Linked DNA regions of Mus musculus: all the other regions are linked to region 3. Evidence: chromatin contacts called from public HiChIP or PLAC-seq and promoter capture Hi-C data. All regions are on one chromosome and are shown on one strand. The core of a region is the stretch at or near the end of the contact, and the rest is flanking DNA. Distances in the headings are between cores, read along the strand shown. Region 1 holds the start of Serinc2 (serine incorporator 2). Region 2 holds the start of Ldc1 (leucine decarboxylase 1). Region 3 holds the start of Col16a1 (collagen, type XVI, alpha 1). Region 4 has its middle 26 kb from the start of Ptp4a2.

Evidence for each region. Promoter capture Hi-C pulls out the DNA fragments that hold promoters and counts their contacts. HiChIP or PLAC-seq counts read pairs in DNA pulled down with a chosen protein or histone mark.
Region 1: a contact with region 3 is called in an HNF4G HiChIP or PLAC-seq map of pancreatic cancer cells. The contact joins the promoter of Serinc2 here to the promoter of Col16a1 in region 3. A contact is called at or near these places in 13 of 39 promoter capture datasets (the 3T3-L1 cell line, 3T3-L1-derived adipocytes, the HPC-7 cell line and 7 more), 4 of 115 datasets of contacts at active chromatin or transcription factors (the NIH/3T3 cell line, embryonic stem cells and pancreatic cancer cells) and 2 of 9 other capture datasets (embryonic stem cells and pancreatic islet).
Region 2: a promoter capture Hi-C map of embryonic stem cells shows a contact between it and region 3, with 4 times the contacts expected there. The contact joins the promoter of Ldc1 here to the promoter of Col16a1 in region 3. A contact is called at or near these places in 5 of 39 promoter capture datasets (embryonic stem cells, hematopoietic stem and progenitor cells, stem cell-derived epiblast-like cells and 1 more), 1 of 115 datasets of contacts at active chromatin or transcription factors (embryonic stem cells) and 3 of 9 other capture datasets (adipose tissue, embryonic stem cells and macrophages).
Region 4: a contact with region 3 is called in a promoter capture Hi-C map of embryonic stem cells, with 3 times the contacts expected there. The contact joins the enhancer-like site here to the promoter of Col16a1 in region 3. A contact is called at or near these places in 6 of 39 promoter capture datasets (the 3T3-L1 cell line, 3T3-L1-derived adipocytes, cranial neural crest and 3 more), 1 of 15 datasets of contacts at CTCF or cohesin (the NIH/3T3 cell line), 4 of 115 datasets of contacts at active chromatin or transcription factors (the NIH/3T3 cell line, craniofacial prominence, memory CD8 T cells and 1 more) and 2 of 9 other capture datasets (adipose tissue and liver).

What each region holds. Positions count from the first base shown.
Region 1 is chr4:130,274,199-130,276,898 of GRCm38.p6, forward strand. Serinc2 (serine incorporator 2) reads right to left here and starts at 1,388. Exons shown (of 10, transcript NM_172702.3): 1 at 1,260-1,388. The coding sequence starts at 1,298. Gm34957 (a long non-coding RNA gene) reads left to right here. Exons shown (of 2, transcript XR_376686.3): 1 at 1-1,736.
Region 2 is chr4:130,220,914-130,223,613 of GRCm38.p6, forward strand. Ldc1 (leucine decarboxylase 1) reads right to left here and starts at 1,382. Exons shown (of 10, transcript NM_001034872.2): 1 at 1,251-1,382; 2 at 703-878. The coding sequence starts at 840.
Region 3 is chr4:130,046,536-130,049,235 of GRCm38.p6, forward strand. Col16a1 (collagen, type XVI, alpha 1) reads left to right here and starts at 1,305. Exons shown (of 70, transcript NM_028266.5): 1 at 1,305-1,548. It overlaps Gm12963 (a long non-coding RNA gene), which reads right to left and starts at 1,887. Exons shown (of 6, transcript XR_003955360.1): 1 at 1,873-1,887; 2 at 1,127-1,391.
Region 4 is chr4:129,792,631-129,795,330 of GRCm38.p6, forward strand. No RefSeq gene overlaps it. Among named protein-coding and RNA genes, the nearest start is that of Ptp4a2, 26 kb to the right of the region's middle. Within about 2 kb of position 1,416, at least 261 of the 459 cell types and tissues checked have an H3K27ac peak or open chromatin away from gene starts, as enhancers often do. A contact at or near this core is called in the NIH/3T3 cell line, adipose tissue, craniofacial prominence and 4 more, where this site is marked.

The DNA of each region.
Region 1 (2,700 bases), core at 138-2,637, 230 kb after region 3:
TTCTCTCTCTCTCCCTCTCTCCCTCTACCCGTCTCTCCCTCTCCCCCCCCCCCCCACTTCAGTGGAAAGAGAGGCCCAAGAGAGGACAAGAGCTGTGTCCAGGGACCCACGCCACTGCCTCCCCAGACTGAGCTCACTCTCAGAAAATGGCTACAAAGAAAACCTCTAGATGCGCAGCTCTCTCCTGGGCACCCGCTCCTAACACGCACACAAATCAGGGACAAAGGATGCAAGTCCTGAACGAACCTTCCTACAGCAGCCAGCCGCGGGAGCCCTCTCCGCCCCTCTTTGTGTGGGGCCAGAAGGGGAGGGAGCTGTCTGAAAGAGCCTCAGATTTAATGAGGGGAAGAAGGAAAAGAAAGGGGGCTGGGGAAGTGGGGGCCTCCCGGCCGGTTATGGCCGGCCGGGTCCCCTCCCCTGTGCTGGTTGCTGCCCCAAAACAGAGCTGGCCTCCCGCCTGGTCCCCAACAGTGGCGACCAGGTGGACACACGCAACCTCCCTCAATTTCTGGATCTTTCCAAATCCAAAGTTTGGCACAGGTAGTCAGTGACAACCGACACCAACCTCGCTCAAGAGCGGGATGGGGGGGGGGGGGCTCCTGCCCACCCTTCTTACCCAACCCCCATCTCCTTTCCAGCTCGAGCTGGAGGGAAAGGGTCCAGCGCTTGCAGGGGGGGTGCCCTAGAGTGAGCGGGCCAGACTGCGCGCCGAAAGAGGATGCAGACGGAGCTGGTTACGACGACGTTCAGACAGACAGACAGTGCCCGAATCCTAGAGAAGTGAACGGGACAAACACAAAAGAACAGACTAAGCCAGGCGACAGGGGCAGACAGAATGACAGACGCTCTGCCAGAAAGACAGTAAGCTCAGCGGGGCCGGGACCCTACCAGTTACACAAAGAGTCCCGCGCCCTGGAGAGAGACGCGCCACGCAACCTGGGGGTGCTCTGAGCTGGGGAGCGCGCAATGGCCGCGGGGCTCCCCGCACCCGCTGCCGGCCTCAGTATCCCGGTTCTCGGAGTGACGGCGCCAAAGGCGCCCGGCCGCGCCCCACCCCTCCCCCGCGGTCACCCGAGCCGCGACACCAGCTGTCCAGCGCACCGCGGCCGAAGCGGAGCAGCTGGGGGATGAGGATAAGAAGGGCATCGGTGGGGCCTCTGAAAGGCAAGTTTGGAGGAAGCAAAAAGAAGAAAGTACTTGGAGGAAGAAGGTAGAGAAAAAGTGAGCGGGGCCGCGGCAGGGACGAGGTGGGCACTCACGCAGCTGAGCAGGGAGCAGGCCCCGAGACAGGCCCCCATGGCGGTGAGGGGCGCGGGGCTCGGGGCACCGGCCTCGGATCCCGGATCCGGTGGGACTCCAGGCGCTTGGCTGGCCCCACCCCAAACCCATCCCCGCCCCAGCCCCGCCCCACCTGCCGAAGCCGCTCGTCACTTTCCGGCGACGCTCGGGGCCTCCTAGGACTCACCTGGGACAGGTACTGGCGCCAGACATTTCCTAAAGAGGTTGAGATGGGGAAAGTCCAGCAACGACAGGGGCACAGCCCAACTCAACTCTGAGCTAGGATTGTCTGCTGAACCAAAGCGAGGATTTGGAAATACATCTGGATTTGAACTTCATAGGAGCCATTGTGTGACCGACCCCAAATACTGTCATTGTTAGAGGAAGTAAGAGGTGGTCTTCCCTGATGCCCTTGGATCTTGGCGGAAAACCTCGGCCCAATCTATGGGTGCTCAATGGTAAATTACTAGGCAAGGGGGTGGGGGGATGGTAATGTAGCTGAGTCGGTAGAGTGTTTCCAGAGAATTCATGAAGTCCTAGGTTTGATCCACATAAAACTGGGCATGGTGGCTCTCGCCTGTAACCCAGCACTCAGGAGGCAGGAATCACAAATTCAAAATTATCTTTGGCTGCATAGCCAGATCTAGGTCAGCCTGGGTTACATGGGATCCTGCCTACGGAAAGAAAGAAGAGAAGGACAGACAGAGGGAGGATAAGGGAGGCTACTTTGCTTCTCTGAGTCTCAGTTTCCCCTATTGAAACTAAAGGTGCTAACCTCATGGGGCTGTTAGAACACACAGCAACTGCTCCATGAATAAAAGCCTGTGTCATTCCCATCCCTGTTAAGGCCCCAGATTCGTACTTGTTTAGACCCTCTCCTCTCCATCCACCTTGTCTTCAAACTCTGGACCTGTCTTGGATCACACACACACACACACACACACACACACACACACACACACGAGAGAGAGAGAGAGAGAGAGAGAGAGAGAGAGAGAGAGAGAGAGAAACACAGATAGATATACAGAGAGAGAGAGACAAATACACACACACACACACACACACACACACACTGCTCAGCACTCCACACACACACATATACACATAAGAGAGACAGACAGACAGACAGAGATACACACAGGCACACACACTCACTGCTCAGCACTGCACACAGAGAGACAGAGACAGAGGCAGATAGACATACACACAGAAAGAGACACATACACACAGAGAGAGACACATACAGAGACACACACACACACACTCTGTTCAGCACTCCTCACTCCCTATCTGTGTACAGCCATGACCTCCTAGCTAAGGAGGTCACTGGGTGAGAGGGCATCCTGGCAGGTCATCCCCAGGATCGGGTGTGAGGCGCAGCAGCAGAGTTCTGTAATTATGGTAGCTCACCCCAGCCTTCTC
Region 2 (2,700 bases), core at 132-2,631, 170 kb after region 3:
TCTTTCTTTCTTTCTTTCTTTCTTTCTTTCTTTCTTCCTTCCTTTCCCTTCCTTCCTTCCTTTCTTCCTTTCTTCCTTCTCTCTCTCTCTCTCTCTTTCATTCTTTTCTTTCTTTCTTTTTGTTGTTGTTGTTTTGTTTTGAGACAGGGTTTCTCTGTATAGCCCTGGCTGTCCTGGAGCTCACTTTGTAGACCAGGCTGGCCTCGAACTCAGAAATCCACCTGCCTCTGCCTCCCGAGTGCTGGGATTAAAGGTGTGCGCCACCACACCCGGCGTTGTTTTGTTTTGAGACAGGGTCTCTCTATGTAGCCCTAGCTGTCCTGGAACTTGCTATGTAGACCAGACTGACTTTGAATGTACAGAGATCCACCTGCCTCTGTCTCCTGAGTGCTGGGATTAAAGGAATGCAAGGAAATCGTGTGTGGCAAAGAAAGGATTAGAGCTTTGATCTTTTCACATCTTGAAACAGAGGTGCAGGAAGGCAGCCATCCGTACAGCAAAGCTGGAGGCAGATGACTTCAGCCCCAGATGATGGCTTGGTTGAGGGTGAAACCCTGAGTGTCAGGGAAGCAGAGCTACAAGAACAGCAGAACTCACCCAGCCCTGGGAAAGCCAGGTCTGATGGCCTCCCAATCTGAAACAGGAAACAGGCAGCAGTAATGACCAGTAATGGAAGAGGTGGGAATTACCCTCCCTCCTTACCGAGATGGACAACTCCTTGATCTTCTTCAAGACCAGCTGCCAGGCAGATGCCCCTGGCCCCAAGGTGATGGGCTCTGATGGCCTCAGGTGTTCTGCAACTCCCAGCAGATCCTTCTTGACCTCAGAGGGGGTGTTCATCCTTGAGACTCTAGTTGAGGTGTCTGTTGGGCACAGTCCTGGCACCATAGAAAGGACAGCTCTGTGGACCCAGTCTTTTCCTCCTGTCCCTCCCATAGCTAGGACAGCCAAGTCACTGAAGCCTGGGTCCCATTAAGTCCCATGAACTCCACCTAGTCCTACTGATCTTTTCAAGCTTTATAGTAGACCGCTGATAGCACGTGGCCTGAGCCACTGATGGCAGATGACAAGCAAGCCACAGCAACCATTCCCTCAGAAGAGAGTGTGTGACTCTCCTCCAGGCCCCTTCCCACACCCTCCCACTCAAGATGAGAAATGGAGATGCAATAGAATGGCAGAATCCAACTCTAGATCAGTCACAAGAGATTAGAAGTGAGACCTATGTCCAACACGGAAAGAAAGGGACTTGCCTCAGGTTGAGTAGTTGGTGGCACCTGGGGTTCCCTGGAACAGCCAGAGAACCCTCAGACTAAAGTGGGGTCCCCAGCAGCCACAGGGCTTCTTGTGGGCCTGTGTACTGGAGACTTTCCACAGAGATCTCTGGCCCAGCCGGGTACGAGGGTTCAGGCAAAGAGGAGAGAATGCAAGCAGAAAGGAGGAGTTGTCTCTGTTGCCTCCACTGCTGTAGCTGGCTCCACCTCTGTCTCCACCGTTGCTCTCTCAGTTACTCCAGTTAATCCCTTACTCAGTTACTCAGTTACTCAGTTACTCTGGCCCTAAATCGGATTAAAGAGATTAAAGGGGTGGAATTAAAGGAATGCACAGAAATCATGTCTGGCAAAGAAAGGATTAGAACTCTGGTATTTTTATGTCTTAAAACAGAGGTGCAGGAAGGCAGCCATCCATACAGCAAAGCTGGAGGCAGATGACTTCAGCCCCAGATGATGGCTTGGTTGAGGGTGAAACCCTGAGTGTCAGGGAAGCAGAGCTACAAGAACAGCAGAACTCACCCAGAAGAGGCCCTGGGAAAGCCAGGTCTGATGGCCTCCCAATCTGAAACAGAAAGCCTTCTTGGGTACCAGTAATGACCAGTAATAGAAGGGGTGGGAATTACCCTCCCTCTTTACCAAGATTGACAACTCTTGTTCAAGACCAGCTGCTGGGCCCCAAGGTGATGAGCTGGGCCAAGGAGAGGCTGACTAGCCAGTGAGGAGTGCAGGGGAGCTTCAGGTGATGCTTCGAGAGCAGACTTCTTCCCAAGCGGCAGTGTTACAGCTCTTATGACAGAAGCTCTCAGATGATGGAGTAGTTCTCACACCTTTATTCCTCCTAGATAGGGTTCTTATATACAGTTGTGGGGTGGGTCAGGGTCTGACAGCAGGTTCTTCTCATTGGCTTGGCCTGAGAGCTGCATGTGGGAGGGCTTGGTGCTGCTCCTACATGACTGATGGCCACAGACCTCTCCGAGGCAGAGGGGTGGGGGTAGGGGGTATGGGGGGAGGGGGGTGGCTATGAGAGGCTGTAGCTACGTGACAGGAGACAGGAGCCTAAGGGGTGTGGCCAAAAGTCTGCCTTTCCTTGCAGGCACAGTCACCTGCTGGGTCACCCGGGTTTTAAGCCTGAGCTCAACCAGGGACCAGGCTGCCTATCACAGCTCACCACCCCACAGCTTCTGGTCTATAGTAGGGACTGTGTTCATGACCCTTTTCCACATGACTCATCCTATGGCCATCATGACCTACTTTCTCTTTTTCAGAGAGCCCAGACGATGTTGCTATCTGGGTTTTAGGGCAATATTTTTGAGGAAATCCAGTCCCAACAAGATCTCAGGGTACAGGAAACCCACCTTCAGCCCCAACCTTCAGGCGGGATCACACCTTCCAAGGTGTGCACTGACAGGTGTTCAGGGTAGATGGGGAT
Region 3 (2,700 bases), core at 55-2,554:
AAGACAGCCAGGGCTACATAGTGAGAACCTATCTTAAAAATAGAAAGTTCTAGGTTTGCTTCTGTCCCAGACCAGCTCAAGGCCAGCCTGAGCAACAGAGCGGTTTGGGTTTTTCGTTTGGTTGTTTTTTTTGTTTGTTTATTTGTTTGTTTTTGAGACAGGGTTTCTCTGTGTAGCCCTGGCTGTCCTGGAACTCACTTTGTAGAGTAGGCTGTCCTCAACTCACAGAGATCCACCTGCTTCTGCCTCCTGAGTGATGAGATTAAAGGCAACAGGCTGCCACCACCAAGCATGTGTGTGTACACCTGCACAAATTTACACATCACACACACACACACACACACACACACACACACACACACATACCACTATACCACCAAGGGGGGGGAGCATTAGCCTAGAATATGCAAACTCTAGGCTCAATATCCAGTTAAAAAGAGAACAAAACCAAGTTTGAGGGCCATGGAGATGGCTTAGCAGGTAAATGTGCTGGCCACCAAGACTGACCACCTTAGCGGGATTCCCCCAGAACCCCTATTGTGAAAGGAGATAGCTAACTCCATCAATTGTTCTCTGGCGTCCACACATACAACATGGCATTTACAACTATGCCTGTGTACACGTTCCGCACATACACATACAAAATAAATTAATTTAAAAAAAAGTCTTCTTAAAGCAGGGAGCAGGGAGGGGGCAGGGGGTAGGGATCTGAGTCTTTCCAACCTTCTGGAGTCCAAGAGGACTCCCTGACCCTACTTCTGTAGAAATGGGGACAGAGCAGAAGGAGTTAATTTAGCACAGGGTTGGGGAGTGGTGCTCTATCCCCTCCTCCCAGTGCAAGCAGAGGTTCTACAGCCTAGGAATGCTAGGCCCAGGCACTGGAAAAAGCTGACCACCGAGGCTTGGTCAGCAGCCACGTCGCGGGTTCCACGACTATGGAGGAGGGGTCTCTAGTCTTCTCCAGCTTTCTGGGGTCTCAGCCAAGGAAATTAGGGGGGGCACTAAGGAGGTCCCGGGCGCGCCTAGCCTGGCCTCCCTCCCGCCAGCCAGCCAGCCGCAGGCGCCCCTTCCAGGGCAGCTCTGGGCACGCAGGGTCCCGCCTTGCTCCGCTCACCCGCAGGCTCACCTGGCTGGGGAAGCGGGACGGGCGGGCCCGGGCGCAGGGCCAGGCCAGGAGCGCGGCGGTGCAGGCCAATGGCCAGTGCCTCCGCAGCCGCCGAACCCTCGCGGTCTCCCTCCTCCTCCAGCCTGGCGGGCCGGCCCAGCTGTGTTCCATTAGCCTCTTGGCAGGCCCCCAGCCCCCTGGAACCGCCCTCTTCCCTCTCCAGGAGCGGCCGGCAGTTCCTGCAAGCAGGCGTGTGAGTGTGCGCGCACGCTGCGCTGCACTCAGTCTAGAGAACTCAGGACGTGGAAAAGCTGGGGTCAGCGCAGACTGGCAGGGAGAGATCGAGGATCCTCCTGTGGGCCGTGGACCCCTGGCCCTGCTTCCCATAGCTGGCAGCCTTAGGGCTGCCAGGATTGCTCAGTGAAGGGCTCCGCGGGCCGTTGGTAAGTGGGCCAGCACTGGGCTGCTTCTCCCTCTGAGCTGAAAGGGCATATTCTGCTACTGACTCGCTATGTGACCTGGGGCAAGTGGCTAGCCCTCTCTGAGGGCCTCAGTGCTCTTTTTCTGCCGTGGGGTGATCTGGAAACTCCATGCTGGTCCTGCTGTCTCTGCCTCCATCTGTGTCTGTGTTGAGGGGGGCGGGGTCTCCTTGGAAGCATCTCTCTAGCTCATCCCTACAAGCCCTTCACTCAATCTGAGGCCTGGGAGTAGGAGCCAGAGTGGTGAACATGTTGAGCCCATCTCTATGTTCACGCCTCCACATGCACCCACATGCTGCTCATAGTCGGCTACCTTTCCACTGGCTGTCAGGAAGGGAAGGTCAGGCTGGGGTTGGAGAGTGGGGGGGATGCACACCCCTAGGATGGGAGATGACTGAGGTGGGGGCACAGATCCATCCCAAGAGTCCAGCCTCATATATATATATATATATACACACACACACACACACACACACACACACACACACACACACACGCATGCGTGAAGGCATCCTTTATTCTGTATCCAGCAATAAGGGAGATAAGTAAGCATGGCACCGTACAAAATCTGACTTGCCTAAGAAAGTACCAACAGAAGAGCCTCCTGGAGGGTGCTCATAGTCTGGCTCTGGACAGGAGCATGTATGTAAACTGGGCTTATCAGTTCTCATGTCTCTTAGCTCGCTTGCCTGCAGCTAGGTTTGATTGCACAGTCCCGGCACCTATGTGCCTATAAGCCTATGTGTATTGTATTGATACACATGGCTTTGTGTGCTCATGATCTGCCTGTCCTAGAAGGGGCCAGATGATATATGACTCTGCTGGCCACTTGCTGAGCCTGCATTGATTTATCTGGGCCCATCCATCAGGGTTTAATAAAACAAAAAGACGAGCATCCATCAGCGGGAGAGGTTGGCAACGGGGTCCTGAGCCCTGGTGACCTGCTCTCCTGCCCCTGTACACACAAGGGGAAGCTTTCTTGGCTCATACACAGCCCTGTGATCTCTGCCAAGAGACTCAGTCCAGTCTTCAGCCCCTGACCTTGTAGGTGCCTGGCAGGGCTAACCTGGGCTCAGCTGAGCACAGCTCTCCAGGTACTGGGCCACTATGCACCAG
Region 4 (2,700 bases), core at 166-2,665, 250 kb before region 3:
GTCATCCTCAGCTATATCATGAGTTCAAGGTCAGCCTGGGCTACAAGAGTCCCTGTCTCAGCAAACCAAAAACAAGCTAGCACATGCCTTTCATTTCAGCACTCAAGAGGCAAAGGCAGACAGATCTCTTGAGCATGCTAGGCCAACCAGGGCTACGTAATTAAACCCTATCTCAAAACAAAAATGAAAAGAAAATCCCAAGCAAACAAAACATGAAAGATTGAGAACATAGTAGGGGAGCAGGTCTGGGGAGGAGAAACGGAGGTTGGGTTTGGTGAGTTTTTGGTGATTTTGGCAATGTTGAGTTTCCCATGCTGTGGCTAAGGTCATGCGGATAGGAGATAAGGCAATTTCCTAGCAAGCGCCCTTTGGAGGAAAAATGAGAGCTTGAGATACCGGACTAAGTCACCACAAGGAAGGAAGCGTTAGGGACACAGTCACAGGCTAACTGTGAGAAGGATGAGGAAGGCAAGAGGAGGTGACCTTGAGGAACAATGCTTAGAGTTTGGAGCACAGTAGGACCACCAGGAGCAGAGTCCTTGCAGAAGCCCAGCAGGGACAGTTTTAAAGCGGCAGGGTTTGGTGGCTTACATCTGTAATCATACCACCTAAAAAGCTGAGGCAGAAGGATTGCTGAGAGTTTAAAGCCAGTCTGGGCTACAGAGTGAGACCCTGTCTCAGATACCAAACAAAATAAAGATTGGGGAAAAGGCTCGCTTGGTAAAGTACTTGCTGCTCAAAAACCAAGTTCAAAGCCAGCCCCCACATAAAGCAGGGTGTGGTGGCATTCTCCCGTCATCCCAGCAAAGGGGAGGAGGAGACTAGCTAAACTGTAGCTGCAGGGTCAGTGAGAGACTCTGGTCCAAAAGCGAGATGGAGAACAATTGATAAAGGTATCCATTGATCTCTGGCCATGTGCATACATATTCATCCCAACCCAAAAATAAAATAACATAAAAGACCTTGTGCATAGCACCAAGTGCTTAGAGAAACTAGAACAGAGAGGATGGAGGTGGCCCTTAGGCCTGGCAGTTAACAGACCCTCGGTGAGTGTGATTAGAGAGCTTAGCTGAGCGGAAACCATAGAGGCTTCGAAATGGGTGTACAGTGAAGATGGGGGTTGGGGTGTCAATTCTTCCAGCAATGGGGTATGTGGGGTGGAAGGGAAGAGAGTAATTTAAAAGCAAAGGTCCAGCACCCAGGAGGCAGGAGGCAGGAGGATCTCTGTGAGGTTAAGGCCAGCCTGAGTTCCAGCCAGAGCTACAAAGTGAGACTCTTGTCTTTTCAAAAAACAAAACAAAACAAAACAAAACAAAAGCCGAGTTGACGTCAAACCAGGGGAAGGCGTGGCTGTTGGCCAGAGAGCCAGGTGTCACTGACTCCTTACTGTGGGAAGTCCCAGAGCCTAGGAAGGACCCAGGTGTCAGGTGCTGGCTTGCTCATTGGAGGGGCCTGCAGTGGGAACTGTCCTATGAGAAGGCCTGTGGCTGTGGCTGGGTTTTCCCCTCTGCATTGAGTTTCCTTGATCTCCTGATTATCTTGGGCTGGTTTTGCTGCATGACTCAGGAGCTTGAGCAAGCTGAGGTACTAGGTTTCACAGCTGTGGGGGTGGGGAAGCCTGATCTCTACTGATATCTGGGAAGCAGTCATTAGATATTGACGAAAGCATCACTGTTGGGCCCCTGGCTTCAGAAAAGACTCTCTAAGCCTTGATTCCTAAGTAAAATAAAAATAAAATAAGAGAGCCGGGCGTGGTGGCGCACGCCTTTAATCCCAGCACTTGGGAGGCAGAGGCAGGCAGGTTTCTGAGTTCGAGGCCAGTCTGGTCTACAAAGTGAGTTCCAGGATAGCCAAGGCTACACAGAGAAGCCCTGTCTCAAAAAAAAAAAAAACAAAACAAAACAAAAAACAAAATAAATAAATAAACAAGAATACCATTATCTGATGCAGTGGCGCTCAACCTGTAAGGGGCGGTCGCGAGGGCACACACACACACCCCCACCCCCACCCCAGGAGTCGCATATCAGATAGCCTGTGTAACAGATACTTACATTATTAGCAGTAGCAAAATTCTAGTTATGAATTAGCAGTGAAATAATTTTATGGCGGGGGAGGGGGGTCACCACAACACGAGGAACTATATTAAAGGGTTGCTGCTTTAGGAAGCTTGAGAACCACTGCTCTAATGGCTGTTGTGAGATTGCAAACATTGCCAGGAAAGGTTCTGATCTGCGAGGTGAACTATCACCGTACTCCTTTTTTGCCCGGAGGAAGTGAAGAGTCTAAGGAAATGACTTGCCTGGGACAGCTAGCAAATACCTGCCGGAATCCTAAGTCCCGAGCCACTATGCACGTCTAAGGATGTCTGCAGGAGGCCTATCCGGTCAAGCCTGTGGTTGAGGAGCAAGCGGCCCCTCCGAAGAGAGTCTTGGGCAAATAGCTAGAAAACAAGGCCCTTGCAAGTAGCTGCTTTTCTGTTGGGAATTCTGGCAAAGAAGAGATGAGCCTCTAAGCTGCCTCTGCGGCTCCTTCACTGGAGACCCCTTTTGGTAGCCTCCTCCGCACCGCTCAGATAAAGAGTCTATTTATTAGCTTTCCCCAGAGCGGGCCTGCAGAGCGGGAAGCGGGTTCTGGCATGAGGTAGAAGTCAGCCTCTCAGCCAAGCCTCCTCCTTTCGGTCTACCTTCCTTAGCCCTCTCC